Linked DNA regions of Monodelphis domestica: region 2 is linked to region 1. Evidence: chromatin contacts called from public Hi-C data. All regions are on one chromosome and are shown on one strand. Each heading gives the region's core, a stretch centred on a gene start, on an enhancer-like site or on the middle of the called end of the contact. The rest is flanking DNA. Distances are from core to core; before and after follow the strand shown.

The links. A called contact is a pair of places that touch in the nucleus more often than the background predicts.
Region 2: a Hi-C map of spleen and liver shows a contact between it and region 1, with 4 times the contacts expected there. The contact joins two enhancer-like sites.

Annotation. Positions count from the first base shown.
Region 1 is chr2:235,488,611-235,496,234 of mMonDom1.pri, forward strand. No RefSeq gene overlaps it. Among named protein-coding and RNA genes, the nearest start is that of CBX4, 5.1 kb to the right of the region's middle. Within about 2 kb of position 3,366, at least 2 of the 2 cell types and tissues checked have open chromatin away from gene starts, as enhancers often do.
Region 2 is chr2:235,566,912-235,574,535 of mMonDom1.pri, forward strand. No RefSeq gene overlaps it. Among named protein-coding and RNA genes, the nearest start is that of CBX8, 16 kb to the right of the region's middle. Within about 2 kb of position 3,015, at least 2 of the 2 cell types and tissues checked have open chromatin away from gene starts, as enhancers often do.

The DNA of each region.
Region 1 (7,624 bases), core at 2,116-4,615:
TCTCTCTCTCTCTCTCTCTCTCTCTCTCTCTCTCTCTCTCTCTCTCTCTCTCTCTCTTCTCTCATCTCTCTCTCTCTCTCTCTCTCTCTCTCCTTCTCTCTCTCTCTCTCTCCTCCTTATCTATACCTATTGTATACTCCAGAAGACTACTGGCCTTCTTTAGGGTAGAGTCTCTTTTTCCCTTTTCTTTTCCTGCCTCTGAGGCCCCAATACCTAGTGCAGTGCCTTGTCCATAAGCACATTATAAATGCTTGTGAAGTTGAATTGAATTTAAAAGGGAAGGATGTCAGGATGATATTTGTAAGATTCTATTGCTGTTAATTTGGGGAAAGTGGTCCTGGATACACCCAAGAACTAGTCTCTATAGCCAGCAGGGTTTGATTCCAAAGACAAGGAATTCAATCCAACAGGGTAGATGGACTTCAGATTAAATTGATGTTTCCTATTCCCCATCACTACAATTCTTGGAGTCTATTCCAGAATGAAGAATGGTTAATTGTGGCTATTTAAGACCTTTATAAATGATCTCTCTTGCTTCTTCAACCTCTCCTTCTGCTGCTTTCCCACATAAATAGCTCTATGAAACCCATTCTTTGGTCTCTATGAGAGCCTAAGCAGGGAAAAAAACTCAGAACTTTCTGTGGAACTTCAGCCACTAATTGTACATCATCTGAGACAAAATTCCAACCTATCTGCTACTCCTTTTCAAAGTTCCCTGGTGTATGAGGCTGCCAATTTATTGGATTCCCTTTTACAGGTTACCTGAGTTAATGAAGTATTACAGGTTGTTTCCTTTGGTATGACATATCCTTGGGTATGCTAGGATTTTATTGCAAACATGAGTGCTTTTCTTTGCCCTCTCTGTTAGCCAGGCTTGGGAAGCTTCTGTTACAGTGAAATGTCAAGACAGTTTTTAATAAGATATGAAAGTAATGAATTTTCAGAGAAAATTCAACTTTTTTTCCTTCTTAAGTAAACCTTTGACTAGGGAAAATATTTCCAGGCAGTGTTTCATTTCTGCCACTCTTCACACCAGATACTAATTCTTACATTAACTCTCCTCTCAGCACTCCGGGGAAATCTAAATTGTAATATCAGTATGCTTTTTATTGGCTCTTTGATAGTAGAAGAAGGAACTCTGATTATCTTACTCTGCGTTTTCCTATTTTTTTTATTAAAGAAAAAAATAAAATACTTATAGACCTCATTTAAACACCAAGAGAAGTACTTAAGATATGTGCCTTTTTAAAGAATTAATGTCCTACACTAATGCATTGCTGGTAGAGTTGTGAATTGATTCAACCATTCTGGAGGGCAATTTAGAACTATGCCCAAAGGGCACTAAAAGTCTGTCTGCCCTTTGATCCAGTCATAGCACTGCTGGTTTTGTACCCCAAAGAGATAATAAGGAAAAAGACATGTACAAGAATATTCATAGCTGGGCTCTTTGTGGTGGCAAAAAAATTGGAAAATGAGGGAATGCCCTTCAATTGGGGGATGGATGAACAAATTGTGGTATATGTTGGTGATGGAATACTATTGTGCTCAAAGGAATAATAAAGTGGAGGAATTCCATGGGAACTGGAACAATCTCCAGGAAGTGATGCAGAGGGAAAGGAGCAGAACCAGGAGAACATTGTACACAGAGACTGATACACTGTGGTACAATTGAATGTAATGGACTTCTCCATTAGTGACAATGCAGTGATCCTGAACAACCTGAGGGATCAACGAGAAAGAACACTATATCCACATTCAGAGGAAAAACTGTGGGAGTAAAAACACCGAAGAAAAAATAACTGCTTGATTACATGGGTCGAGGGGGAAATGAACATCCTAGTGCAAACATCAACAGCATGGAAATAGGTTCTGATCAAGGGCACATGTAATACCCAGTGGAATTGTGCCTGGGCTACAGGAAGAGTAGGGGGAGGGGAGGAAGGAATAGAATATGATTTTTGTAAGCAGGGAATAATGTTTGAAATTGACCAAATAAAAAAGGCTATCTGCTGACATAAAAGAAAAAAAAGAATTAATGTCCTAGTCATTAAGTTATGTTTCTTGTCATTCTTATGGGACTAAATAAAGATGAAGCACATGAGGTTAAAAATTCTGTGAGATGATTGGTTCTAGGTTTTTGAAAACCAGTCTTCTCAGCTTCTCAGACAACGCAAGTAGTAGTAAGTCATTTCGGAGTCAGCTTGTATGAAGTTGCCAAGCTCCGAAGGAAAGATATTTTCTCTGCTCTCATACCTGTGGGTAGTAGCAGAAATGAAATACCAACAACAACTCCAAACTCTTCTTTCTGCTCCAGGGTGCTGGATAACCCAAAGTTGGAATCACACAGGTCCTTGACGTCATTGATCTGTTTAGCTCTTGCAGAGTCCTTCAGGAGTAGTCTGCCCCCTAGGGGAGAGTTTATCCAGTGCAGGCTCCTTCCCCCTCACTTACACCAATGGTCCACAGCTGGAGCCTGTGGAGGAGGAAGGGAGGGCGAGGAGAGTGAAATAAGAATCCTGGAAGAAAGGTAATAGAGAGCCTGAGAGAGCCTTGTAGACATTACCTCGTTTGTGCCCTTTGCTCTCCGAGAATAGGGGCATTTTAAGGACCTTAAAAATGACTCTAGGTATAATTGAATTTGTTGATAGTTAGAAAACTAAACGAAAGATTCTTTTTATGCAATGAACTGGGTGGGGAGTTTAAGCACATATGAATTATTTTTTATTTGTTTCGTTTCAAGAAGGGCCTGTTGGTAAAGACAAGGTCAGAGGACATGACCGGGCTGAAGAATTGAGAAAGAGGGAGACGGTGGATGGGGGTGTGCAGTGGTGGCGAATTCAAATCAGAATAATTTGTTACCTATTACCGGGTCTGTCACTTTCCTGTGCACGTTTATTCCTCTAGTTGCGTAGGCCTAAAACAGATCTTGTTCTGTGCTGCTAAGGATTCATCTTCCCTACACCCATTGCCCTACCCCGTTCTTCTTCCCTCCCTTTTGCAGACCACTCTTCTAGATTCATATAAATCCTCTTTCCTGGGGCTGAGACGATTCGTGTCAGCCCAGCCCCCCAAGACTTCGTGCCCCTGAACTGAGCATCGATCGTTTGTTAGAGTAATGATAAGGCAGCCAGACTGCTGCTGCAGCTGCTCCAGAAAAATCAACCCCCGCCTCCCAGAGGCTCCCCACTCTCTCTCTCCCCCATTCTCCACCCTCTCTCGGCACGAGCTACACCGGAGGCGGCCTCCTCGCCCCTTCTGATCTGCCAAACCCAGCTCTTCTCGTTCTAAGGAAGCTTGGGCCTGAGGAAGGAAGGGGGTGGGAACGAGGAAACTGGCTGCTGGGCCCAGGGCAGCTAGTCTTGGCTTGGCTCAGCAGCCTATGCATACGCCGCCACCGGGGGCGCGCGCGCGCTGACACACACGCACACAAGCACACATTCACACACACGCATGCATATACACACACGTCTCAGGAGTTGACCGATTTGCATAGCTAAATACCCTTCCCAGCACACGCGCTTAACCCTTTGCACTTCCACGAAGTCTGGATAGCCCCAGATAACTAGGGAAAGGGGGCCTTGAGGGCGATGGAAGGGTACATTGTGTGTGTGTGTATGAAGTTATAGGGTGTGGCTGCATTTAGGATTGAAGACAATTTAAGCATTTTCGGGGCGGGGGTGGTGGTGGTGGTGGTAAACTGTCATTTCACGTGCAGCTTTTCAACTGCAGATCTCGGAAGGAGAGGGGGATGGGAAAAGGTGTGTGTGTGGGGGGGTGTGGAACCTGCTGTTTTGTGTGGTGGGCACCAATGGGTTTCAGGGCATGGTTGGGAGAAGCCCGGCTCAGAGAGAGGGCTCTGAGAGCCAGTGGAGGGTGTTACCAATGGAAGGAGAAATTCTCGGGAGTCAGACCTAAATAAAATAAACACAATCTTAGGGAAAGCGCCCCAACGGAGGGCAGCCCAAAATAGAAGACTCGACTTTTATTATTTAAAAAAGTGAATCCGGAGTGGGAATAAATGTCTATTGGATTGGTTGGGGGTTCTATGACAAGGCCTCCGCTTTCTCCGATTTTTCACTGTTGGGGAGGGGAAGGGGGCAGTAAACTGCTTTGCTTTGACTTTTGAAAAGTAGGGGCTATATTCTGTTTTTAAATTCCTCCTCTCCCCTCTTTGTGCCCCACAATTCTCTGCATTCAATTGTGTGCGCGTATGTATTTATGTGTACGTGTAAGGGCGGGAGGAGCGAGGATGAGTACGATGGATATCCCAGAGTTCCAGCGAGTGGAAAAGGAGTGGAGTCTGGATCTGAGGCCGAATCTCCAAATTGGCTATTTCTAGCCCAGAGGCTTCGGATCTCTCTTTCGCTGCGAGTTGGGGGCTTGCCTACGCTCTTCCCTCCAGTCCCCTGCCTCAATCTATTGCTGGGGCACCCATTCCGGTTCTACAGTCCGTAATAGAAAAGGTGGAGGGATGCAAAATATTGAGTCGCCACGAAGCTGTAAGATCCAGGGCATCAGGAACTAAACTTTTCTACCGAAAGCATGGGGGGGGGGGGGTGACCATAAAGAGCTAATTCCCTCTCTCTACCCCACCCCCACCCCTAATTGACAGAGGGTTCGAGTGGAGAGTTCCTGAAAGTTGCTGAAGTCTGGAAGTCAAAAAAAGAAGGGAGTAGAAAAGAAGACTATTGCATTCCTCCTTTGCAACTTTTCCCCGGAGAATCCAGCACGTTTCCCCGAAGGATTCCCCTCTGTCACCACTAAAAATACAGCGTTAATAATATTCACAATAAAGTTAGAGTTTCCAGACTGGTCCAGAAATGAACGGTCTAGTAAATCCCGAGGAAGATTTGTTGTTATACTCTGTAAATTCCCCTTCAATCTCATCTTTCAGAAATCTCACCTTCTGTTCCCTTGGAGATTGAAGCTATGAAAGAACACGACCACTTAATAATGGGACTACTTACTGGCCCCAACTAGTTCTGAAAAAGTTACCAACTAGTTCAGGAAAAGTTACCATCCAGTGAAAAACTACATAGCGGCTCTTGAGTGGGAAAACTTTAAAGTGGGGTGGAGAGAACTTCTCTGTCTCCGACTTCAGGAAGGAATTCCCCTTCGAGGAAGAGAAATTATGAACTAAGAACTTTTAGGGGAGTACATATTTCCCGGGGTTTGAGCTCGAGCGTTTAATTGGGTTGGGAGAAACTGGAGATGGGGGTGGGAAGAGCTAACGCGTTTTCCCTTTATCAGTTATCAGGTTGTCGCTATCTATGGGGATCCCAAGTTTCCAGTAGGTTGAGCTGTGGCAATCCGAACTTGGGGAACTGCCCAGGGATCTTGTACAGGCTCCAACCTGTGCGGGGTAGTGGGAGAGGGCGAACCCCATTCTGGAGTGGAGCAAAAGGGATGTTTTCGGAGAGGGGGTTAGACAAGAGGGCATCTCTAGCCCAGGGAGAGAAAAAAGAAAAAAAAAAACAGCCCTCAAATCTTTTTTGGACTCTTCAGTGTGCGGCCTTGGAAGCTGTCCCCCTCCCAATATAGAGGAGGGGTAGATTTCTCCCGGGAGGGGGCTGGATTTGCACTCTCTGGTCTTTACACCCCAGGGGCTGGACCTTTTTTTTTAAGAGAGATCAATTTTGATGAAATCTGTTCTAAGGACTCTACCCCGGGTGATCTAGGTTGGTATGTGCGGAAGAAATAGGGAATATCTGTGGGTTTTTCCCCTGTGAAGAAAGCAAAGAGGCTCAAAAGCGAGTGACAAGGTATTGGGATTGTCCTCCTCCTGGTTCGCATTTCGGATTAATTTGTTTTGTTCCCTGCCATTAGACTTTCTCTCGGACCCTGGCTCCTATCCGAGGTGCTGCAATCCTTCAACTTCTAATGGTCAGGGGAAAGAAAGGGTAGTGGGAAGTTTACGAGCTTTTTTCACTTTTTCTCTTCCCAACCCCTTTTCTTTGAACGCAAATAAATAACAGATCGAGGGAAGTGAGTAGCCGGGTTTGTTGGATACTTGTATATTTCCAGCACTTTACACATCTTCAGCCCAAGTGCTCGGAACTGGGCTCCTCAGGGGTGTTATAGGGGCCAGGAGCGGGTTTGGGACTTTCCTGGAGGATCTTTAGTTTGTCATCCCGTCCCTACAGCTGACTCCGGAAGAGAAAACATGCCGTCCTGGGTCCTTTTCTTCTCTTTCTGCTCATAATTTTCATTCTCCCCCTTCCCCCCGACACCAAATATAGGTGGTTTCTGGACGTCGGGTAAAGCTGGGAGCCAAACCTAGAATTCGGCGCCACGTGGACCACCCAGGCCTCGAATGCTGTGGGTCCCTTCTTCTTCCCCACCTCCCCTGCTAAGGGAGCTTTAAGCAAAGAGCCCCGACTCAGAGGAAGCAAAATCAGCGTCCTACAATGGACCGACGCCCCTGGCGGCTAGGAGGGATGGAGTTGGAACTGGGCTTTCTCCCCTCGGTGCCAGGTGAACCAGACCTCTTTGGAGCAGAGAGCTAAGAGTCTCCCTTTCTGGGGATTTTAGAGTTGAGGTGGGGAGAGCTCTGGGAAGCCCCCACCCTTTTCAAGCCGAGAAGTACAATTAAGTATGCAAACCTAGAGATTGCGATTCTATCTTTTCTTTCAAACCACGACCCAGGGGATTGACTCTTAATGGGATCTAGCCTATTTAGGGATACACCATACCTTCTTTATCCAGTCCTTACTGACACTTGTGCCTCATTTTCTTTGTTTCTAACTTTAAAGGAGCTACTGGATGAAATGGGAAAGTATGCAAATGGAAAAGACAACATAAGGAAAAGCCTATTCTAGCTATAGGAGCTTAAAAAACAACTTCCCTAAAAGATGTACATTTTAAGATCGTATGCAATTTCGTCCTTTCCCTCTATTTAAGCTCTGTCAGGAGAGTACTAGGACTAAGGTCAGGACCTTGGGGTTCCTTCCCCTATCCATTCATTATTGGATCTCCCTGAGCCCAGGCTTCCCATGTTGCCCTATGAGGTCAGGGCACAGACTGCCCCCTTGGTCTCTGCAAGTTTTGGACAGCAAAACTAGATCTGTACCTTGCATTTGTTGGGAGGTTGTTGCGGCAGCACCCACTTTACTCCTGCCACTGCTGCTACTGCGCAGTCTTGCCAGTTATAGTAGGTAGTACCAGTCAGTGGCTGTAGCAGTAATAATAGTACTAGAAGTTGTAAATGTAGGAGTTGATTATTACAGTTTACATTACTCAATCTTCTCCTGAATTCATTTAATAATGCGAACTTCTGGAGTTTTTCGGGGTTCACTATTATAATTAATCTCTTCCCTAAGTAGCTTCCTGGCTCTCTGAAGCTCCAATGCTGCCCTCTGATCCCTTGGTCTTTCAGAGAGTTGGGGCGCGGAACCCGGATGGTTTCAACACTCTCCTTTATTTTTTTAATCTCTGTAAGCCTTTTGGGGGGGGGGATCAAATATTGCTGGACTCTACATCTCCCAGATCCTGGGGAGGTCCAAAGATCTCTTTAGGCAGGAACCTCCTATCCTTTCTCCTGCTCTGTGACCCTTATGTTTATGGAGAATTAGAGTATTGGGGATTTTGGAGCTAACTAGGGGGAAGCAGCAGCGCCCCTAGCTGG
Region 2 (7,624 bases), core at 1,765-4,264, 78 kb after region 1:
GGGACAGAGGGGCGTGTACATCTGACTCCCCCCTCCCCCAGTCTTTACATACACACGGACACACCCCAGGCCCCCCTTTTCTCTTTCCTATCTAGAGTCACAGAGGAGAAAATAAATTCTGATCACTTAAGTGTTTGTGTCACACACAAAATCTGCCTCTCCTTTAATATATCTAATATATGTATATTTTTAATCAATGCATTAGAGTGAGTCTAATCCAGCCTAAAACTGACCTTCTTCCAGGGAAAATAATTGCCATAGCCTAAAATGCCGAAAGATTTGCTCCCGGAACTTTCAGGAGATGATCCGGGTGAATGCCCCGGCGTGCCACGTACTCTAGCAGGTGCAGGGAGGCTCGTCCACCGCTGCCTCCCAATCCGGAGTCAACTCAAAACCGAGCTCACCCTGAGGGGGCCCCTTCCGAGGGCCCCACTCCGAAGCTCCTCTGGGTTTCCATTCTCCCTGGATTGAGAAACCTCTAGAGGTAGCATCAGGATAGGCTGGACATGGACTGGGGGAGGGAGTAAGGAGTGAAGGCGGAGGGGTATGTGGGATGGCGCGGGAGGCGGCAGAACCCGGTTGGGAAGAAGAGAAATTTCCTCCAGTGATCCAGGCGAGAATGGTGTAGAAACGAAAAATGCGACTGGGGAACCTCTTCACTGGTTTAGGGTTCTAGATCTCAGACTAAGCAGAGTGCAGCCTATCCTGCCCGCTGCTCCGCTGAGGTGGTATCTCCAATACAAGGTCGGACTGAATGGAAGAAATGGGGGGTAGGTGGGGGGGGTTGATCTATATTTGTTTTGCATATATGTTTTACGTCTAAGAAGTTCCCCCTCCTCCTCACTCCTTTCTTTTCAAATACGTTCTCAACTCTTCTTAGCAACTCCTTCAACCTAGAAAACATACATAAAATCAGTGAGATTGGGACTAGGTCAAAGAAATTCTAATCACAGATTTGGCTTTTAGTCGTTTGATTAAGTGGACTTGTCAAAAGTATGGAGAAAAAGAGGGGCCCCTGAGTCCTTGGAAGTGCCAAGACCGGGAGTCGGGGATGAGAGAGGAAAGGTCTGCTTGCTAATCACCCGGCTTCGAGGTTCTCACCAACATAAGGTTGATGTTCTTCATTTATATACATTAACAAGATTATCTGGGTATGTTTGACGTAAAGAATGTTTCTATTTGTGCCGCAACGAGCTTCTGGAGCACCAAAAGATGTAGTAGTGAATATGTGACATGGCTGCGGATATGCATATTATAGTATATGTGCTTCAAGGAAACATGTGATACATGTCATGTGCTAACCACCCAAGACCTACGAAAGGCAGTACAGTATAGGGGAAAGCTGCTGACCAGTGTCCCGGTGCGTTAAGGGAAATCTCGTTTTCTAGCAGGGATAACACGGAAGCAGCAAATCTTAGCCAAGGTCAGAGAGAGATACGGCGCTAGCACCAAGCAGGGGCTGTTTCTGCGGCACACAGCACTTCCTTCCTTCGAAACTGCAACGAAGCAGCATATCTAACTAAATACACAGAAAAGCGCAGACTGTTCCTTGCTCCCGAACCCCACCTCCTTTGGTTCGTGCTCCATGGGAAATGTCAGCTATTAAGAAAGAAGGTCGGAGGGCAAAAGCAAGGTTGTCTAGGCGCAGGACAAGGTTATTTATACCTCTCCGACCATCCTTCATCCATCCGGAACCAGAGACTCTGTGGTTGAACGCTTCCCCCAACTGGACTGCTCATCCGAGAGAAACTGCCCAGTAGGGGACAGTGCTGAGCGCGTCCAGTGGTGACAGGTGGGGAAAGCTCGCCCACAACCTCCTCTAAGTGATCGCCCTTTGGCCTCCTTGGCGGTGTACTTAAGGGTTTCTAGAGTGATAGTCCCTCACTGCTCATGGAGTAAGGGGCTGAGGCGGGGAACAGGGAGGAGACGAAGAATAAAATACCAGACCTTGTGTATGTATTTACCCGGAGTCTTTTCCACGACGCATGTGTATACGCCTATGTGTATTCCAGGCTGGGAAGATGGGGGTCATACCATAAAGTCCAATGTCATCCATTCACTGAACCTGTTTGCTGGTGAGACTCTAAGGTCCTAAAGGGAGTCGCAGATCCCAGCTTTGGAGCTCTACAGTAATATAAAACTTCCCTTCGCCCCTACCCCCCACCGCTTACCCTTCTGGGTGGGCAACGGAAAGGGATCCAAGGTCAAAGGCTGAACTTACTTTGGCACTGTCACTTCTTCAATTCCCTGAATATTCCAGTATTTTTTTTCCAGGGAAGCAAGGGAAATCTTTCATCACTTAATTTTCCTATTCCTAATTTTGCTTCTAGATTCCTCAACAATTGGCAGGTTTTTAAAAAGAACGTTTTAGAAGGAGCATCGATTTAGTAGTAGTAATAAATACTAAGCAGAAAACCCATCCTAAAGAGACAGCCTCGTCGATATTAATTTGATTAACCTAATGAAAGATTCGAACCCTCGATTAGTCAATTCTCACCCTTCTACCTACTCGGTTTCCTCCTCTCCTTGGCTAATTGTTCCAACCACCTTCCATGAGACCAAAAAGAAAAATCATTCCTAGATCCCTATACGTGTCTGTGCGTATGTGTGCGCGCGCGCGCGCGCGCCATGAAGCTGCTACTGGGCTGCCCCCCCACCCCGCTGCTCCATCCATTCCCAAAGTCCCCTCCCCCATCCGGGGCTTCCCGCTCCTTTGCTGATCCTTTTTCTGCCTGCTTTGGGGAGGGGGAGTGCGTGGGGAATGAGTGGGAGGCTGGGAAGGAATGGAAAAGGGGAGCAAAGAGACGAGTGAAAAGGCGGCGGGGGGGGGGATTTGGAGAGAGAGGGAAGAAAAAAGAGGGGAAAGGAGGGGTAAAAAAGAGAGGGGGCAGGCACGGAGGTGGGTGGGGGAAGACGTCTGGCTCTTTTCCACTCGTGAGAGCTGGTTGCTGAGATACCAGCTAGCCAATAATATCTCACCAGCTCACTCTAGGCTCAGCTCTGTTGCCTTATATGGTGTAACCATTCTGTGGGGCGCTGGTACACAACACCATATATGGGCAGGAACCTAAATACAGTATATACCTTGTTCTCCCTTTGCCCAAGACAAGTTAAAAGGGGATTGATGGGGAGCGCGGCCAAGGCCCGGCTGCAGCACGCTCCAAGATCCCAAAGGTCAGGGAGGCGGGAGTAGTGATAGGAACAACCCATTCCTGCCCAGATGTGGCAGCCTCAATTCCAGCCTTGCCCCAGATGTGGCAGTAGGAATGTACCATCTGCCACTGCAGTCCGGGTTTCTCTCTTTCTTTTTTTCCTTTGCTCTCGCTCTAGGTTTCTGAGATGCAGAAGCAGTTGATCCACACTTCTATTTTTAAAAATAGTAATAAGAGAATGACCAACGGCATCAGCTCCAGGGAAACATAACAGGGAAGAATAGGGAGAGGAAAGAGAAAGAGTCCCTCGAAACAGGTGTTTGGGGGAGTTCCTCTAGCTTCCTCCATATGCTTCACTTATCCTAACCCAAAAATGGTGTGAATCTAATTTACTGGGAAAGGCCAACTGGTTGCCGATCTCTTTCGGATTCCTTTCCTTCCCAGTCCTCTTACTCTCCGGTGAAACCCCAATGACATCGGCTCTCCCAAGGTCTTAGACCCCGGAGGTTTGGGCCGAAGGTGGAGATGGGAAGAGTGTGAGTGTGAAAGAAGGTTGGAATGGGTTGAAGTTGAATTTATCAGCTGGGGATTTTTTTTTTAATGTCCCAGCTGCCTAAGGGGAATACGATGGCTACGTGCTACCCTATGGGGGTGGGGGGGCACTCCACTGCAGGAATAGAGAGTTTAGAGGCAGCGAGTTGTGCCTTATAACTACTATTTTTCGTCCACAGATCTCTACGCGATTTCCTGACTTCAACATATTGCTCACAAGCCACTGAAGTATCTTCTAGCTCATATTCTTCAGTCTGAGAGGTTCTGGAGTTCATGATTCTGAGCTCCCATATCAAATTCAACCTGGAGAGGGAAAGCAAAAAGAATAATCTGAGGTTTTGGGAATGTGAAAGAGTCCCCTCTCCAACCTCCCAAGACTCTTAAATTCCCAGAGGACCAGCTCCGTTGAACAAGAATGGTTTTCTAGAGGGACTAATATCTTGAATTTGGGACATCTAGGTTCTCATCCTTCTACTTCACCTGCCTTAAAAGTTCCTAGCCTTGCTCACCGTCCTAAAGCCTTTTTTAAGAAAGAAGTCTTTCTTTCCTTACTTCCTGGCAGGGCAAGTCACTCACTGTAAGAGTGGACTTAAGCAGCCTTACCACCCACGCTGTTGTGTGGGAAATGGGGAAAGAGAATTAGGAAGGTGTAAAGATGGGGACCGACAAAAAGAATTTAGATTCCAAGTTCTTGTTGGAGTAGGGCTTCCCGGACGGACGGGTGTGCCTCATCATAGTTCTGCACTTTTGGAAACGCAGAGGAGGGATGAAGACAGCCAGGGCACCGCCTGGGTGAGACCAGAAAACCTCCTGAACTTCCAGTTCTTCAGGAATTGAGTCTTCAGTACTACAGAACTGGCCTTGTTGGACCTAGCGTCACAATATCGTATAGATTTCTGTAAAAGCCACAGTCTCATTACTTCTATCATCCCCAAGCACTGGTCCCCACCTTGTGATGGTTTCTCCAGATCTGAGTGATTGCGAGTGATTGATTTCCTAGGGACTAAGGGAACGAAGACTTAATTTTATTGCTCCAGAAGAACCCTTCCCCTCAGCCCTTTTAGCTCCAGGTCTGATCTACTCCAACGACGAAAATCCTGTCAAAAGAAACGTTCTTTCCTGCTAGATTCAGAAATTCCTTTAGGTTTGGAGAGAAGTTCCGGTCCGATTCAAGTTGGTGCCAGCTTCGAAAGCTGAGGCTCAGACTGCAAGAAAGTCACTTTCTCCTGATCTTCAGAGGAGGCTATTTCCAGTAGCGTGATGCCACCTATAGAATGTACCTGGAATTAATCTGGAGTTGAGGTTTAGCAGTCAGCAATTTGCAGGGAGATGGGAGTCAAAAGAAGGCTCCTACGGGAAGATTTTCTTAGTTGGTGATTTAATAGTTCCAAGGCATATTCTAATCACCAAGAGTTTCTTCCCACTTTCTTCTTATTTTCCAGGCTCTTTGCATGCACATTGATGTGGTTTAAGACAACAACAAAAACAACTCTACTGTCACAGGAGAATCTGAGTCATGGAGGGGAACATTACTCTGATCATGAAATTAAAACTTATAAAGGGCCTAAACTTCTTCTCCACACTTCTAGAATGTGTGTTTTTCGTGCCTGTTGAAGTGTCCGAAGTATTCTTTGGGAAAAGAGAGAGGAGAGGTAGAAGAATAGACAGACAGACAGAGACAGAGACAGAGAGAGGAAAGGGAGAGAGAGAGAGACAGAAACACAGAGACAGACAGAGGGACAGAGAGAGACTGGGAAATGTTTGTGTTTATTGAACTTCTATGGAAGTACCCCAGTGTTTGTTGGGACATCTTAGTGTGATGGCTGGTGTGTATATGACTTCTTTTTTCTCACCTGATGTTCCATTCAATATGTCTGAATTCTCTTACTGACACTTTAGAATATATTCAGCAGAGTTGGGGCAAATCGATGAATATGAATAGTATTCCTCACCCCTTACTTTCTCCCCCCACCCCTCATAGCCATAGCTGATTCTAGACTCAGACTCCTGAATCCTAGAAAGATCTAAGAATCTGGACCATTAGTATAATAGCAAGATGATTCTTTGTTTGCCCCTTGGAATACGATCCTCAGTGCCCTAGAAAGCAAGCAAGATTCGATTCTTCCTGTCTTAGACTGATGGAATTCCTCTTTATATATCTATCACATTGTTCGAGAGAACCTTGCCTGGAAGAGCCATACAACCTTTTGGGTTGCCTGAATCTTTATGTCAGTCTGTCCAAAGGCATATATATTTTGTGCTTGTGTGATTTTTTTTTTCTGTGTGCATATATACACTGGACCCTCTACATTTCCCATGAACACTGACTGAGAGTTGAGATTCTGGAACTTCTATGGGCCTAGAATAGCATCCTCTCATTCTCCCCAGTAATTCATTTAGGCTGACTGCCTTGATTCTTCTTTGCCTTGTTAATTCTTAGGGGTAGGATCTTGCTAGCTGAGGGAGGGAGGTAATTGCTTTAGGCTCCCCCCCCCCAATCTGCTCAGTACCACCCATAGCTGAGAACCAAGTTGAATTCTGAACCTCTGCCAAAATGTAAGAGACTCTTGAATAGATTATGCCCCCGAGGAAGAGCTTTCCCCTGTTTTTATGTGTAACTGGTTCTCGCATTTGCTGGTCCCAGGAAAGAAGTAAAGAGGAAGTCTCTAGTTAACGGGAGGGACCACTTGAATTGTCTATCTTCTACTCTGGAACCCAGCCTGGGATTCATTTCTTCATTTTGAGAACAGTCTCTATTGTTTCAAAGTGCTCTAGACACAAGATCTCTTATATTCTCCTTTTGTGAACTCTGAGGGCCAAGAAAGGCTTGATGCTCCATTGTATATCTATGTGGGCTTTTCAAAGAAAAGTTTGCCATATTTTTCTGAATGTGTGAATTCTAGAAGATAGGTCACAATGAATTACACTGGGCACAGTATGTTTCAGAGGCTATGAGTTAGCACTGGGGGGAGGAAAAACTAGTTGGGGCATAGTTAATAATGGGCAGGAAATCCTAGATCTCTTAGATCATCAGTAGGAATGGAGAACTTGGGAGGGTCCCAGTGAAACCCTTTCGTATCCAATCATTTCTTTGCTGCTTATCAATGAATCCTTTACATAGTCTTATCTCATACATTCATTTTAGTTCCTAGACTTGGTTCCTTACAGGAGTGCATACCTCCTATGGCTTATCGTTGAACTGAGGTGTCAGTTACACCCGGTTTATTCTCTGAAACATCTCGCACGTTCTCTGAAACAGAATTCTTCAAATGCATTTGTGCACACGCCCAGGCACATACACGATCCTATAAAAATGTGTAAGTTTATAACAGATCATTTCGTTTCATAGGAACCAAGAACCGGCTGCCCAGTTTTCCCAAATGGTAAGGTTTGAAGGGCCTGCCTAGGAGAGTGGTCAGAGGGTGACAGTGAGCTCCGAGGAATAGCCTAAGGCTATCGGGTTAGCTGATCCTGGTATTTGATCTCTGGTCCCTTTCTTTTCTGTAGACAGAGCAGCTGGAACTATCCAAAAGTCTCCTTACTTTCGATCCGATCCCGGTATCGGTATCGAAGTTCTTTTGATTTCACTAGGTCTTTGATACAAATTTGCTTTGGACTCTGGAGCAAACAACCCCCTGGAGTATTTGTTGGGGGTTGGGGTTGGGATGGGACTGGAAGCGGAGAATCCTAGAAGAGGCGTGGCAGGTGAAGTGGGAAATTTGCACTTCGGTAACCAGACCTTTCTTTCGGACCCGCGCCAGATTTAGCCCAGAAGTCCTACTCGTTCAAATTCAGGGGCACCAGAGAAATAATTTTTCCATCTGCGCCTTGCGAGATCACAAGAGGAAAGGGTCAGCTAGTACACGTGTAAAGAGATTGATTCCAAGCCTAGTTTTCCTGCTGGAGACATAGAAGAAAGA